Linked DNA regions of Neogale vison: region 2 is linked to region 1. Evidence: chromatin contacts called from public Hi-C data. All regions are on one chromosome and are shown on one strand. The core of a region is the stretch at or near the end of the contact, and the rest is flanking DNA. Distances in the headings are between cores, read along the strand shown. Region 1 has its middle 86 kb from the start of HMG20A. Region 2 holds the start of PEAK1 (inactive tyrosine-protein kinase PEAK1).

Region 1 (7,007 bases), core at 3,187-5,686:
ATAGTATTTAGACTTCGCTAGGCTGGAGCCCTCTTCCAAGGCACTTCTTCCTAGGAAAGTTGCTCCCAAGATCCCAGGAAGGGGACCCACGATGTTGTGCCTTTTCCTGAAAGGGGCAGGACTGAGGGAGGAAAGGTTTGGGGGATAAAACTGAGAATTGCTGTTAGCCTTCGAAAGTTCTAGATACCTAAGAATCAGCTAAGTGATTAAATGAAGTCGCATAGGTTGTTAAATATTTGAATCTGGAGCTGAGAGCTGAAGAGGGAGGTAATATTTTAAACCATAGGAATCAGCAGTCCTATTCAGGAACAGAACATAGGGAGGGAATAGAATGGAGGCAAGGACAGAGCCCCATGGCACTCTGTTTTGGGGGTCAGCTGAGGACTGGCAAGGCCTAGAGAGGCAAGAGGGAATGGCAGACTGTGATGCCTGAAGCCAAGAGAAAGAGTGATGAAGGAGTGAGCAGGCGGTGTGCCCAGCGCTGCTGAGTGCAGGGGAGTGTGGAACCTGTCTGGGGATCTGGTCATGAGCAGGTCTCTGGTGACCTTGGAAGAGCACATCAATGTGGAGGTAGGCGTGGAAATCAGAGAGCGGAAGTGGTGCAAACAATTCTTGGGAGACATTCTAACTTTTGCAAAGGGGATGAAGTTAAGCATTAGTCATAGGAAGGGTGAGGGATTGAGTGAAACTCCACGTGCTTGGATCCTGTGCCTACTTTGTCCCAGGCATGATGCCAGGCGCTGAGGATACAAAGATGGGAAGGGACAAGCCCAAATAATCACACTCAAGGAGGACACGAGTGCAAATAGGCCTAAACAACACGCCATGTTGGCGAAAGGGACACTGCATGGATTCTGGGTTCGGGGGTCAGAAAAAGCAACCCAGGGGAGGTATGATGTGGCCTGGTGCTCGCAGATGAGGACAGATAGGAAGAGAAAAGGCCTGCCAAGCAGTGGGAAAGAGGATTTCAAAAAGTCGCAGTCAGGAAGACACAGGGGATCTGGGGGACAGCATGTGATCTAATGTGGCCTGATGGGTGGTGGGAATGACAGGACATGGTGCGTGGCAGGAGACACTTTTGGAGACACTGGCCAGCCTGATGGAATGACCCTTTGTACCTTGCTAAAGAGACTGAAGTTTGTGAAAGGGGGAACGAAGGGCAAACTGTGGTCTACCTGCCGTGCGCCAAGCACCCAGCTGGCCACCCTTTTGAACGTGGTGTTTGCAGTATAAGACAGACATGGGTTCAAATCCTGGTTTTACAAGGCATAATAGCTACGTGGCCTTGAGGCCTTTAAGCTAGCAAATCTCAGTTTCAACTGCGAAGTGGGGAACATGATGCTTATCATCTGGAATTATCAGAAGGCTTAACTAAGAAAATAAAGCCAAAAGCAACTGCCAGAACGGTGATTTAAATAGAGTGGTAGTTACAAGGTTAGATTTGCATTCTAGAAAGATTGCTCTTAGAGTGGCAGCAGGACAAATGGATGTGCTAGGGAGAGGACTAAGGGGCACCAGAGATACCAAGGCCAGGTTGGAGCTACTGCAGAACTAGTTATGAAAGAAAAGCAAATCCAAGAGCTATTGCTGGAGCCCAAGGGAGAGCTGATGCCGAGGGCCTTACGAAGGCCTGGCTTGGGGATGGCGGAATCTGGAATCCGGGGTGTTCGGGGAATGAGGGAGGTGAGGGCAGAGCCAGGAAGAAGGCTGGGATCTAGGGAGAAGCGTGCAGAAGGATTTCAGGTTCTCCAGCGTTGAGTGGGCAGTGGCGCTCGCACCTGAGCCGGCAGACACAAGAGAAACTGTGGGTGTGGGGGACTACATCATTTTGGACAAATTGAGTTTGAGGATTCCACAGAATGCCAGATGGGGAAGGCCTGAGGGAGCTGGAACCAGAGACAAGGGACTCCAAAGAGGAGGGGAGCAAGACGTATCCCCGACCTGTGGATCCAGGAGGGACAACCTGGCTCCCGGAGAGGGAACGCCAGGCAGAGCTCCAGATGTGGAATGAGCAGGGTGGGTGGGGATGGGGCACACTCTGGAAGGTCCCTAAGAATCCAGGTTGTAGGTCAGATGGGATAACCCAAGACATAGTTCGCACAGAACTTCATAGCGTATTAGAAACTACCTGGGCTTAGGCGATTTTGATCCAGACTGCGAGCTCCAGAGCTAGAAGGGAACACCTAGTCTTTTCTGTGTTAAGTACCTTTTAGGGCGGGCACTGTGAATAAGTAAATGGCAAGAAGAGAAGGCTGCTTCCTGGGAGAACACCCAGCAGTAAACAGAGCAGTAGTCATGGATTTAGAACATCCCGCAGGATACATAGTGAAGACACAGCCTGATCCATGGACTTCACGGTCAGTACAGATGCCCCCTGCCCCGATTCTAGTGGAGAGAGGGTCAGGAGATGTCACCTGGCTTCCAAGGGGATACAGAAGTGGCCTGGTTGGGAGTCGCAGCACAGAGGCCTTCGGAGAACCCACCCGAATGTTTGTCCATGATGTCATTATTGTACCTCAACAGCCTTCTGAGGTATTCAGGGCCCAATTAAACCTCCATTCTACAGCGGAGAAAATCGAGTCTCTTAAGAGATGAAGAGACCCGCCTCCTGTCCCAGCAGCAAGTGGCAGCTGTGGCTCTGAGCCCCAGGTTTCCCTGCTTCAGCCACGGTCAGGCTTTCCTCAGCGACCTGAGCCAGAGGAGGGCGGGTGGCGAGGGCCAGAGGGCCTGGATACTGGGGCCCACAGGGGTGGGTGTGGGGGGAGAGGCCAGCTTCAGGTTCAAGTTGCTTGTCTTGCAGGAGTGTAGAGTTACCGCACGAGTCCCAGAGCATAAACAGAGTTAACACCCCATTAAATACAATGGACTTTCTTGGAGCTTCAGACATGCCACGAGCAAGACGAGCTGAGCAGGAGCTGGCCCAGGAGTAAAACCGCCTGACCGCTTTCAACAAAGGAAAACCCAGCAAGGGGAGAGGAGAGCGCCGGCAGCGGCTCTGCGGGCTCAGGGCTGAGGATCCGGTAATGAAGTCTTTCTGGAAGGTAAGAGAGGGCTGTGTGCTGTGTGCTATTTTTAAACCTGCTGGAGCAGCACATGGACTCCTGCCCCGCGCAATTTCTCCAGCGGAGGAGGGGCCCCGGGGCCGGGGGTGGGGGGGGAACGCAGCCAGGAATTTCGAGGCTATTTATCGTATTTCCTTTTATCAGGCAAATGATTTTCCTATTTCCCACATAGATAAAGATCTTCTGCTTACAACTTCGGCTCATTGACCTTGTCGGGACCACTGTGCAGTCTGGAAATTGGTCCCAGAGAGAGAGAAGGGAGTTGTTGTTAGGGGTTGGCTCGAGGGGGTTGGGTGTTTCTTCTCCCAGCAGGGAGGAGGTCGGTCTGCCAAAAAACAAAGCAAAACAAAATAAAATAAGTAAGTAAAATAAATAAATTAATTAAAAACCTTGCTCCCCGCCCCCAACTCAAAATGGACTGTTCTGTGCTATTTTGCAAAACTGCAAGGTTGACCAAGGAGGCTTTCAGTTCACCAGAGTCCCCACACTCCCACCTGAGTACGTCCACAGCATTTTTCACCAGGACTGCTCTCTCCCTGTCTCCCGTTCTCTCTCTTCTGTCTCTCCTGCAGCAGCAAGCCCGACCCTGGAGCCAGCCCGGGACCCACGGCTGCGTCGCTGTCTTGGCAGGCAGTGAGCAGAGGGGGCGGCAGCTCGGTCTCAGCTTGCAAACGGAGCCAGGCTCTTGGCTGTGCCAGCTCTGGAGGCCCCTTGGAGATGCCAGTGTGCCTGAGTGGGAGCAGTTGCAACTTCCCCTCGGCTGCAAGCCTCTGGAGCCGGCAAGGCTTCTGGAAGCTGCAATCTTAGGCAAGGGTGTGGCCGGAGGGCTGCTGATGGGCGGGAGGTCTCTCCCTGGGCAGGCTGCCCTCCTCGCCTTGCCTTGCCTGGGCCTGCTGGCCAGGTTCACGGGCAGGAGCAGCACCAGCGATCCACACCTTCTCGGGCACAGGACCAGAGGATGCTGTGGGAGGCTGGGGTTTTATTATAAATGCTCTCCATTTCTGGCTTGTTCACAAGCACAAAACATAAAGAGAGCCAGCTAGACGGAGGGAAGCCAGCTCCTTGCAGACTCAGCGTTTGAATAGCAAGGAGCTGCAGGCCCTCCTTGGACCAGCGTGGGTCTGCTGTGGGCTTGAACAGAGCCGCAGGCTTTTTTGAGCCCCCGGGTCTCTCCACACCGTGGTGGTGTTTCCCGGCCAGGGCAGCAGAGGGCGCTGGCTCTCCCAACAGCCTCCTGTCCCGGGCAGCTCTCCCACACATCTGGAAATGGGCTCTACCACTCTCTTATGAAATGTTGGATGAAGATCTGTCCGTGTGAGACGTGCTGGCACCGAGTGAGCGAGAATACACATCAAGAATTCCACTTTCTCATTAGTTCAGTTTCCCCCTCAAGAGCACTGGTGGAATGTGGGGAATTTGCCTTGCCAAGGCAGCCAGCACACTGGAGTCTTGGGCTTGGTTCAGCCCGGGTGGAATGCTTGGAGGGACCACCTCTGGTCTGAAGCCTTTGCCCTTCCCTCCCACGTGGAGGGGGGAAAAGAAAACAGAAGAGCAGGACCTCCCAGATCTTTCCCCCAAGGGAAGAAAGCTAAAGATGTTTGGCCTTGCCCCTGTGGGCTTCCTGAAGAGAGCAACTGCCCACGTTTCCAGGTCGTTGGGAAAGAAGATCTAATTTTAAGAAAGCGTCTTCCCATACGGCAAGCGATTAGAAATGCTGGTGACATTTGCAAACGATGGAGCAGGGAGAGGAGAGACTGGCTGGAGGAAGGCAGAGCCGAAGCCCGGGAAGGGACCTGGTTGCTATTCCCAGAATGTTCCCTAGACGTCCGCAAGCTGCATGCATTTAAATGTCCACATTTTCCCGCAGAAGCCAGCAATCTGTACTTCTCTTGGCCAAACAACACATCAGTCTAATATGGTGTGGGAGAAATGTGTTACATTCTTTTATGAACAGAATGTTAACACCACCTAGAATCAATATTTATATCCAAGAACACAATGAACTGGCTTGTTCTGTGCTGCTGCAGGTATAAGAAAGGGACATTCGGGGGAAGCTGGAGATTGCCCTTGCTTCTATCCAGAAAGGCAGGCCCAGGGCAAACCAGCTGGGGTTCAGGCATCCAGAGGGTTTCCACCCCTGAGACCCTGCTAGCTCCCTTCCTGCCCCTGCTGCTTTCTGTCTCCTGGGATTGCGAGAGGAAGCCAGAGGCAGCAAGTGGGGCAGGACGTGGCAGCGGGGGCCAGGACGTGAGGCAGTATCCTGTCCACATGACAGTTTGGGGGAAGGAGGGTCAGGCTTGCATCCTGGAACTTTCTAGTGCATAGCAAAGTGAGAGCTGACACAACATAAATGCTTAGACGAGAGACTTCTGGGGGCTGGAGAAAAGGGAACAGGGTGAGATGGCTCTTTTTCTGGGGTCACCCTGGTGATATTTTTCTGGCCAGGCAGTTTCCCTCATTGAAGACAGCAGCTGTGACAGAGATGGAAGCCAAGTCTCCTCTCTCCAGAATGCTGTCTATTCCTCGGAGGTTTTTGGGAAACTCCATCAAGCTCCTTAGGCTGTTTCGTTCCTGAATGCTGTTTTTATTTGACTGCCTTTAGAAGCCCCTGGGCCTGCAGCCTGGAGTCAGGGCTTTGCTCCTAACAGGTAATGTCCTTTCCTAATTATAAAAACAAAAATAAACGCCTTTCTCCCTCATCTGGAAAATTTCAGTTTTGCCTGCACCCGAGCATCTAGAAATGTGAGTGTCCTCTTCATCTCATGGACTGGATTGGGGTCTCATTTTGCAGAGCGAGCAGGCCCGCTTCGTTTCCAGATTAGATGCTGAAGGTTACCCCTTTAACAATAGCACTTGTCTCTCATTAAATGCCTGGAGCTCATTATGGTATTACCTCCGGAAAAGTCTTCTCTGCTTTAATAGGCATGATCTTTAGAAAAGCTCCTTTGGCTTATGTATAAGACCAAGACATGATTAATCTTGGCCCCATTTAGCTGTGGGTCACATCTTCAGGGTACAGTGAAACCTCTTCTTTGCATGACCACAATTTACAATTTTCTAAAATTTACAGCCCTTCTCTGTCGTTAGCATGTTTAGTTGCAATTCCCTTGGTCTGTCCTGTTATTTTCTTCCAGTTCTAAGAAATCATCAGTAGATATCCCAATCATATTTGCTATAAAATTGGCTGTGATAAATAGACAGTAATTCACTGGAAGGCGTGAGGATGTTTAGCATCTTTATAGATGCAAAGCTCCCCCTGCAGAAATCCCACGAGAGAAACCTCTGCAAGTTCAATGTTCTGAACACCTTTAGAGAAACTGCCTGACTTAAGCTGCCTGGAAAGTGGCACCTGGTCCCGCTGCTGTTCTGGTATCAGGGGCAGAACAAAGAAATAGTCAGAGTTGACAGCGGGGCTGAGAATCAGAGTGCAGTCTTTAGTCAGGATGGTAGAGGTTGACAGGGTCTGACTTATTGCCTGTAGCTCAGTGCCAAGATCTGAGACGAAGGGGTTGACACTGAGTGCATCCTTAGGGGTCTTCAGTAAAAGTCACCCAAAGTCCGGACCTATCTTTAAGCTTCAGAATTGTCGCTGTAGATGTTGATTTAGCACCTAGCCTCCTGCATCTCAGATGAATGTGCCCACGGAGATCTCTGATTTGTAGACATTCCTGCCTGCCCCGTCTGCTCCTTCTCCAGACTGTCCATCCCCACCAATGGCGCCTCTCTGGATCTGTTTGAAGCTGGGGATTCCTGCACAGCTGCCCTCTGTCCTCCCTCCTTCCCACCGCTAGCTGTCACTCACTGTGCTCATTCTACCGCCCACTGAGATTTACTGCAGCCTCTCCTCCCCTCCATTCTTCTCTGTCCCAGCCTCAGTGGGAGCTCCCACCGCCAGCATCTCTCCCGGGGTTCAGTCACAGACACACCTCCCCTCCCTGTTTTGGT
Region 2 (7,169 bases), core at 2,929-5,428, 86 kb after region 1:
AGAGATAAAGTTTAGGGCTGCTTCTCAATCCAGTATGAACAATGATTATATGATAGATCTTATTTAGGCATACCAAGGGAGCAAGAGTCTACTTTTCATTTGGACACTAAGAGAGTAAATTCCATGAGAATAGGGTTATTTGTCACTGGTTATTACTCACTGATACATCACAAGTCCCTAGAACAGGGTCCATCTCACAGTGAGCATTCAATAAACTTCTGCTGACATAATGTGGTCATGTAAGGGGTATTCTCATTAGAATACTCCTGAAACAGAGAGTATTCTGTAGCCTGGGTGGCTCAGTGGGTTAAGCCTCTGTCTTCGGCTCAGGTCATGATCTCAGGGTCCTGGGATGGAGTCCTGCATTGGGCTTTCTGCTCGGCAGGGAGCCTGCTTCTGCCTCTCTCTCTCTCTGCCTGCCTCTCTGCCTACTTGTGATCTCTCTGTGTCAAATAAATAAATAAAATATTAAAAGAAAAAAAAAGAAATAGAGATAAAGATAGCAGAGTAGTAAGCTTAAAAATGAAGTTGCTAGGGTACCCTCTTTAACACTCAACCCCAGGGTAAAAACAAACTACCAAAACAAATATACAAAAAAAGCAATAGTTGTAAAACATCAGCATGATTTTACAATGAAAGGTGGACAAAAGAAATTAAAAGACACTTTTGCACTTTATACAACACCTAGGACTCTGTGGATAATGAGATTCAATGAAATGGAGTCCAGAGTTTTGACCTATTATTTTAATGTTTTAAACTTTTGTGAGCAATATATCCAGGGGCTGTTTTTGGAAAAGAAAAACGGCTATCTAATCTGAGTACCCTAAAAGTACCAACAATTTCTTTCTTATAGATGGCAAGCAATGGAATGAAAACCTCAAAATCATTAACTCAAAGAAGTAGCAGAGTACACTTCCATAAGTCTTTATTTTTCTAATTTTGATACTATGTTTCTATTAAAACATATAAAAAAAGCTGCAACAAAGAGCACAGAAGGAAAAAGAAAGTCTTTGGAAGATAGCAATCCTTCCTAAAGAGACACTTTTAAAGATTTAAAAAGAATAAAAGCAGGTTTCACAGACTTTTTCCTCTGTTTTTCACAAGCTTTTCTAATATTTCTTCTTTGATGGAACCAATGAATAACTACCACTTATCACAAAACGTCTTCTTTCAGATATGTGCTGTATATATTACTTTCTTCAGAACAGACAGTTCTTCAAGCTGCTCAAGTCTTTCACAGCTGCAGCAATTTTTCTTATTTCTGTTATACTGCAATTCTTCCCCAGAATATTATAAAGACCCAATAGAAAAAAACTCCTTTGATCTCTCGTTTCCTAAAGGCAGTACTATGTATCTCAATCAATATTTGAACTAAATTCTCTCTATCTTTTCATTTAGTTCCACAATATTTGCTTACTTCAGTAATTCCTAATACTATAGTTTAATTTGTCAGGGTGATCATATCATATTTTCTTCTGTATTACATTAATATGATAGTGAGCATTTTCTTTCTAATCAATTAATTAATACTTGCTTGCAGCAGTCTACATGTCCTGAACCTTCAATTAATCATAACATAGACATTATCAGGTCTTGCTTTTTCAGTTACTGCAGAAATTTTGTAGTCTTTCAAAAGGTAACTCACTGATTTTAGGGTCTTAGTTTTGTTTTTTTTTTTTAATGTTACAGAAGGCTAAAACACATATTTTTTCCTTATTGTAGTATTTGGTTTAAAACATTCTGTAATAAACTCTAAGTGAAATAACTTTTTAAAAGAACTAGAATTAGGGTGCCTGGGTGGCTCAGTGGGTTAAGCCTCTGCCTTCGGCTCAGGTCATGATCTCAGTGTCCTGGGATAAAGTCCCGCATCGGTCTCTCTGCTCAGCGGGGAGCCTGCTTCCCTCTCTCTCTCTGCCTGCCTCTCTGCCTACTTGTAATCTCTCTATCAAATAAACAAATAAAATCTTAAAAAAAAAAAAAGAACTAGAATTAAAACAACTGCAAATTCTGAGGAGAGAGTAGGTAACAAATACCAAAGGAAAAAATACACAGGCCTTATTCTTTTTAAAATCCTTTAAAGACATTACAGTTCACTTGGTATTCTAAAATCACTCAAGTTGAGATCTCATAGGCTCCAGATTGATTCCTTCAGTACACACACACACCCCCACACACACCCACACAGTGATACTTGAATAGAGAAGCCAAGAAATCTAAATTGTTGAGTATTTATTACCACTTTACATATCGTTTCTTATAAAGCATTGAGACCATAGGAAAAATAAAAAGTTCTGTCTTATTCACCTTTTGTCCTCTGTGAGCCAAATGTCCTGCATGCTTAAAATCTAGCTTAGTATCATGGCCCTTGCACCATGGTTTGAAAACACAAACAGCAGATACCAGTTTTTAATCGGTGCTGAAATTAATTAAATTACAAAGGGGAAAAATATACCAGCGCACAACTCTCACAAGTGCTACATGAAAGTTACATGTAAGAATTTTTAAGGTTAGGGGAAGTTGTTTTCAGGTACAGGGCAAAAGCTGTAGCCTCAAATCAACAGGTCTAAGAATTTAAGACCCTAATCGTACCAGTTAAGGTAATACCAAGTATTTTAGTACTTCAGTAGATACTTCCACTCTTATAAGGTGAAAATGCCTCAAAACACTGAGTCCTATAATAAACCACCTCCTTAAAAGAGCACGTACAGAGTTCGGGTGGCATGCCAAGACAGAACACACCACTATACCTCACTCAAATAAGGTTGGACTTGAGTAGGGGAGCAGAGGTAGAGAATCCATTAATTACACAATAAAGTATGTCTTGTAGAGCGGAGTAGTTTTAACGAGGGTCTTCGAATACTGTGATGAACGCATTAAACAACTGGGGGGAGGAAATTTTCCATCTTACACGTGGAAATAAAACTCAAAAATTCTGACTGGAGGCTGGTGATTAGCACAACTTTGTGGAATAACCTAACTTTTCACATAAAACACAATCCTAAAACTTTAACAGGAGACCGTCTATGCAAATGGCACCAAGTACCACCTTTTCAAGCCTTCGCCGGCTCTGGAAGTGGGTCGGACACCCCCAAACCATCACCCTACCCCCACAGGAAATGAGTTCTGTCTTCCCCCTCCCCTTGGACTGCCTTCCTCCCTTCCCCCAACCGGAAGTGAAGCGCCCCCATTCAGTCGGCCTCAAACCGAGACAAACCAGTAACAACAGCAAAAGAGAGATGATCCTCAAGGGGGTGAAGGGCACCTCCACTGGGGCCACCCCGAAACTCGCCGTGCTTACTGACCTGCTGACGATAGGGGCAGGCAGGGGCCTGGGGCCTATAGAAAGTCCCTTGCACAGAGGACAATTCCCTGAGCCCCTCTCAATCGCCTTCACTCTTCTCACTCCGTCGCCTCACAGCATGGAAAAAAATTCATCCGCAGCACTTTATTTTGACATATTTTCTTTCCCTTTACCTAGTCGCTTAACCATCGCCTCATAGGTAACTTTTCTTAGCGCAGTAGCATTTAAAATTGTTCCGGTGGGGAGAAAAATCGAATATTATTCCCCACACCTTCAGAAAAACGAAGGGATTATTTTGTTCAAATGCGGCGAAGGACTACGTGATTACGCAAGGTGAGTCTTACTTTCGCGGAGGTTTCTGGGAGCTGTAGTTTTTTAAACTGCTAAGGCCTGCAGAAAGGAATCGGTAACTGCTATATACTGTAATCCTTGGAAACACATGTTTTGTATTCGAGGGCAGACTGATCAAGGGACTTCGGCACCAAAAGGGCCAATACTCTGTTGCCCTTTTCCTCTGGAACTTAATGGAACCAAAATTTCCCTTCACTTTGCACCAAGGTCCTGCTCGTCCTGCCCTCTTCCTTTGGCCACGCCCCCGTCACCAATCAGGTGCCCTCATAGGCTCATCCTCTGGAGGTAGGAACGCGAGAGGAGGGGCGTCACGGTGACTCCTCCCGCGGGGCCGAAGTGAGGCTGAGAGAGGGGCCGACGGCCGAGGGCTCGTGCGCGCGCGCGTGCTCTCCCCTAGGGAGCGCGGCGGCGAGTGTGCGCGCAGAGGGGTGGCGCGCTGGGCTGGGAGGAGGCTGGAAGGCTGGTGGGCTGGGCGGGCGGCGGGCGGGCGGCCGGGAGCGCGCGGCAGACTCGGCGGCGGCGAGTAGTTAGTTACTTGTTAGTCAGTGTCAGTTGCTCGGTGGAGGCGGCAGCGGTTACCAGGAAGGGGACGGGACGGCCGGCGATGGTGGTCACCACAGCGGCATGTGCGCCTTTCAGGTAACGGGGGCAGGGCTCCCCGAGTCCCCTTGGTTCCCTTCTCCGGCGCCGATTTGGGGGACGACGGTCGTCCTGGAGCGAGGGCGCTGACCCGGGGGAATCCGGGCGGGGCGGCTCGGGGTCGAGTGGCGCCGCCGCGGGGGCCCAGGCGGCCGGTGTGTCCCGCCTGGCGCGGGCTCTGCGGCCGCCCCCGAGCCCCGCCGCCCCCGGGGCTAGCCGCCGCCGCCCCCGCCCCCTACCGCGCCGGCGGCGGCGGCCCCAGTAGCTCGGCGCCCCCCAGAGGAGGGAAAGTTGGGACCTGGAGAAGAGGGACGCCCCCGGGCGCGGCTGGGAGGCTGCTGGGGAAAGTGGAGCCTGTAAAGAGCTGGATGCGGGGAGACTGGGACAGGAAGGGCTTCTCTCTCTCTTTGCTAAGTCTACACGGTCAGCCTGTTCCAAACCCGGGCGGATCCGGAGCAGGCTCGCCGGCCGCGCCGGGACGAAACCCGGGGGCTCTTTGCCCACTCCTTTGGCCCTGCGGTTTGTGAGGCCCCTAACGTGCGGGTTTGCTGGGTTGTTTGGGAATTTTCAGTGGTTCGGTTGGTCAGTCTGTTTCTCCTTTGCCCTTTGACTCATCCGTTCTTGCTACTTTTCTTACCTCCCGCGTTGAGGACTAGCAGTCTGAACCTCCATCCCTCCCCCTCGCTGTCTCTGCACCATCGGTCTGAGAATTTGATTTCGTTTTTCGACCTTTGACAATGTTAAAGACTGCTGAGAGCAACAGGAAGGAGATTTCCCACCTTTAAATGGTACTTTTTCGCCATCCGTTCCCCCCCCCCCCCCCCGCCCAAGATCCAAGTTTAGGAATTTGAGAGCTGTGGAATGGAGTTATTACAAGGCTGGCGTTGAGGGGATAGTGACGAGTTAAAAGAAAACTATGATTTCATCTTTATTGGCTTTGCTATAGAAAACCTAATACATTTTTCTTCTGCCTCTGTTAAATGTGGTAAGATTAAGCGTTGAATTAAGTATTTGGAGACTTACATAAAAGGCTATTTTTAGGTCATTGGATGATGTATGTCAACAGCTTTTCACCTGAATCGTGTTTGCCACCAGGATTCTGTTTTGGGGCCTGTGTACTGATTTTTTGTTCAGCCACAGCGTCTTTTTATCCTGATAAATGAAATAATGTAGGAATGTGTGTAGTGGGAGAACCCATATTTCTCCCTGTAGTGTGAAAGTGAAAAACGTGAATTATGCACAGGGGTAAAACTTTCCATGAGAAGTCTTGGATAGTTGTTGCATGATGGCCTCTCCTGTAATCTCGGAGCTTTTCCAGATAGCTCAATTCACTGACTACCTTAATTACTTTCTGAAGTGCCTGTCACTTCTTCTCTTCTGTGACTCTTTTAGTAAGCTATAATGGCAGGTATGGTACATTTTTGTGGCTTTGAAGATGGGAGTTATAGCTTTGGCCCAGAGATTAATAGTTAACAATGGAAGCAGAATTCATACCATTCCTAGTGAGTTTTGGCTATGACCAACTCAAAAACTATGTGAAAAAACAAACATCTTTCCATAGCTGTCAGAGGGGGAAGTATTTTATCATGTCTTTATTTTGGAGACTCTAACTTGATCATATTATGTGGGAAAAAAAAGTCAAATGATTTTCTTTGAGGCTTTGTGATGTGTGGTCCTCCTTTCTATCCTTTATCTCCCTTTTAGGGGCTGCTATTTATGTTTGGCTGGGTTCCAGGATGGGAAGAAAATATTTTGGCGAAAGGAAAAGATAAGATTGCTTTGAACTGTTATGGTATTATGAGTATTCCTTTTACCCAGTACAGAGAAACTTCCTTGCTAATGTTTGTACCCCATTAACATTCTGTCAGAATTCATTTTTAAGAGTCTGCCCTGAGGCCCATAAAGAAATAATGCCACTTCATAACTGTTTCTGACAATCACATTAAAAAATGTGTTCCTGGAATGCATTATATGTGTACTCATATAAACATTTATCTTTGTACATTTATGGTAATGTAAATATTTAAGTCTGAGAGCTTAAAAACTTTTATTTGCTTATTTGCATACATGTTTTGCAACATCTAACCGTGCCAACCGTATTTGCCAAATAAGCATCAGCCATAAATTCATGCTTTGGCACATTTCATATAATAACTCTTCTAAATTGCTCCATGGTGAAGCATCATGAGATTAGCATTTGCTTCATGAGAGAGATTTGTTGTTGTTTTTAACTGTAATGATGTGCTGTTTAAGTGGAACAGGTGCTGGGCTCTAGCTGTTTATGTTGAAACCTGCCAAATCATACTCTTTTGTTGGTTGGGTTGTTTAAGTAATTTAGGAACCAGACTGTGGCCCCTGGCATGCCAAGAGTGAGTTCAGGGTTCCGTATCACTGCTGCAAATCCCTGTTTTACTGTAAGAAGCAGGTGTGTTTGATGAGCTTTGCTTTCTCATTGCTGTTTTCTCTGTAATTCCTAGTCCTCACCACCACCACAGTCCTTTCATTACTAGAGCTCCTTGGAAAGTCTATAGGCACATTCTTTCACTGATGTTTTTCCTTGTAGAACTAGAAACTCTAGGAACTTTCAGGCCAGGAATAGATAGTTCATATTTATTTGACAAATGTTTTGATTGCCTTTTAAGTGGTAGGCTTGGTAGGCCCTGAGTGTAATGTAGAATGATGTTCCTTCTTGCAAGCAGTATACAGTTGAGGAGTAGAAGATAGTTGATAACTGATAATTAACAGTGTGCTGTGATCTATGACACAGGTGTAAGTAGATTCCTATGGGTAGAAGCACCACCTGTCTGAGAATTGGGGTGGGGTAGGTGGGAGTAGCTGACTCAGACTTGAGGTGGTTGGGAGGGGGAGTCCTGAAATA

Evidence for each region. A called contact is a pair of places that touch in the nucleus more often than the background predicts.
Region 2: a contact with region 1 is called in a Hi-C map of fibroblasts, with 4 times the contacts expected there. The contact joins the promoter of PEAK1 here to the enhancer-like site in region 1. A contact is called at or near these places in 2 of 3 Hi-C or Micro-C datasets (fibroblasts and muscle).

Annotation. Positions count from the first base shown.
Region 1 is chr13:117,880,850-117,887,856 of ASM_NN_V1, forward strand. No RefSeq gene overlaps it. Among named protein-coding and RNA genes, the nearest start is that of HMG20A, 86 kb to the right of the region's middle. Within about 2 kb of position 4,437, the one cell type or tissue checked has open chromatin away from gene starts, as enhancers often do. A contact at or near this core is called in fibroblasts, where this site is marked.
Region 2 is chr13:117,966,811-117,973,979 of ASM_NN_V1, forward strand. PEAK1 (inactive tyrosine-protein kinase PEAK1) reads left to right here and starts at 4,179. Exons shown (of 10, transcript XR_006381652.1): 1 at 4,179-4,291. HMG20A (high mobility group protein 20A) reads right to left here and starts at 3,607. Exons shown (of 11, transcript XM_044232059.1): 1 at 3,303-3,607.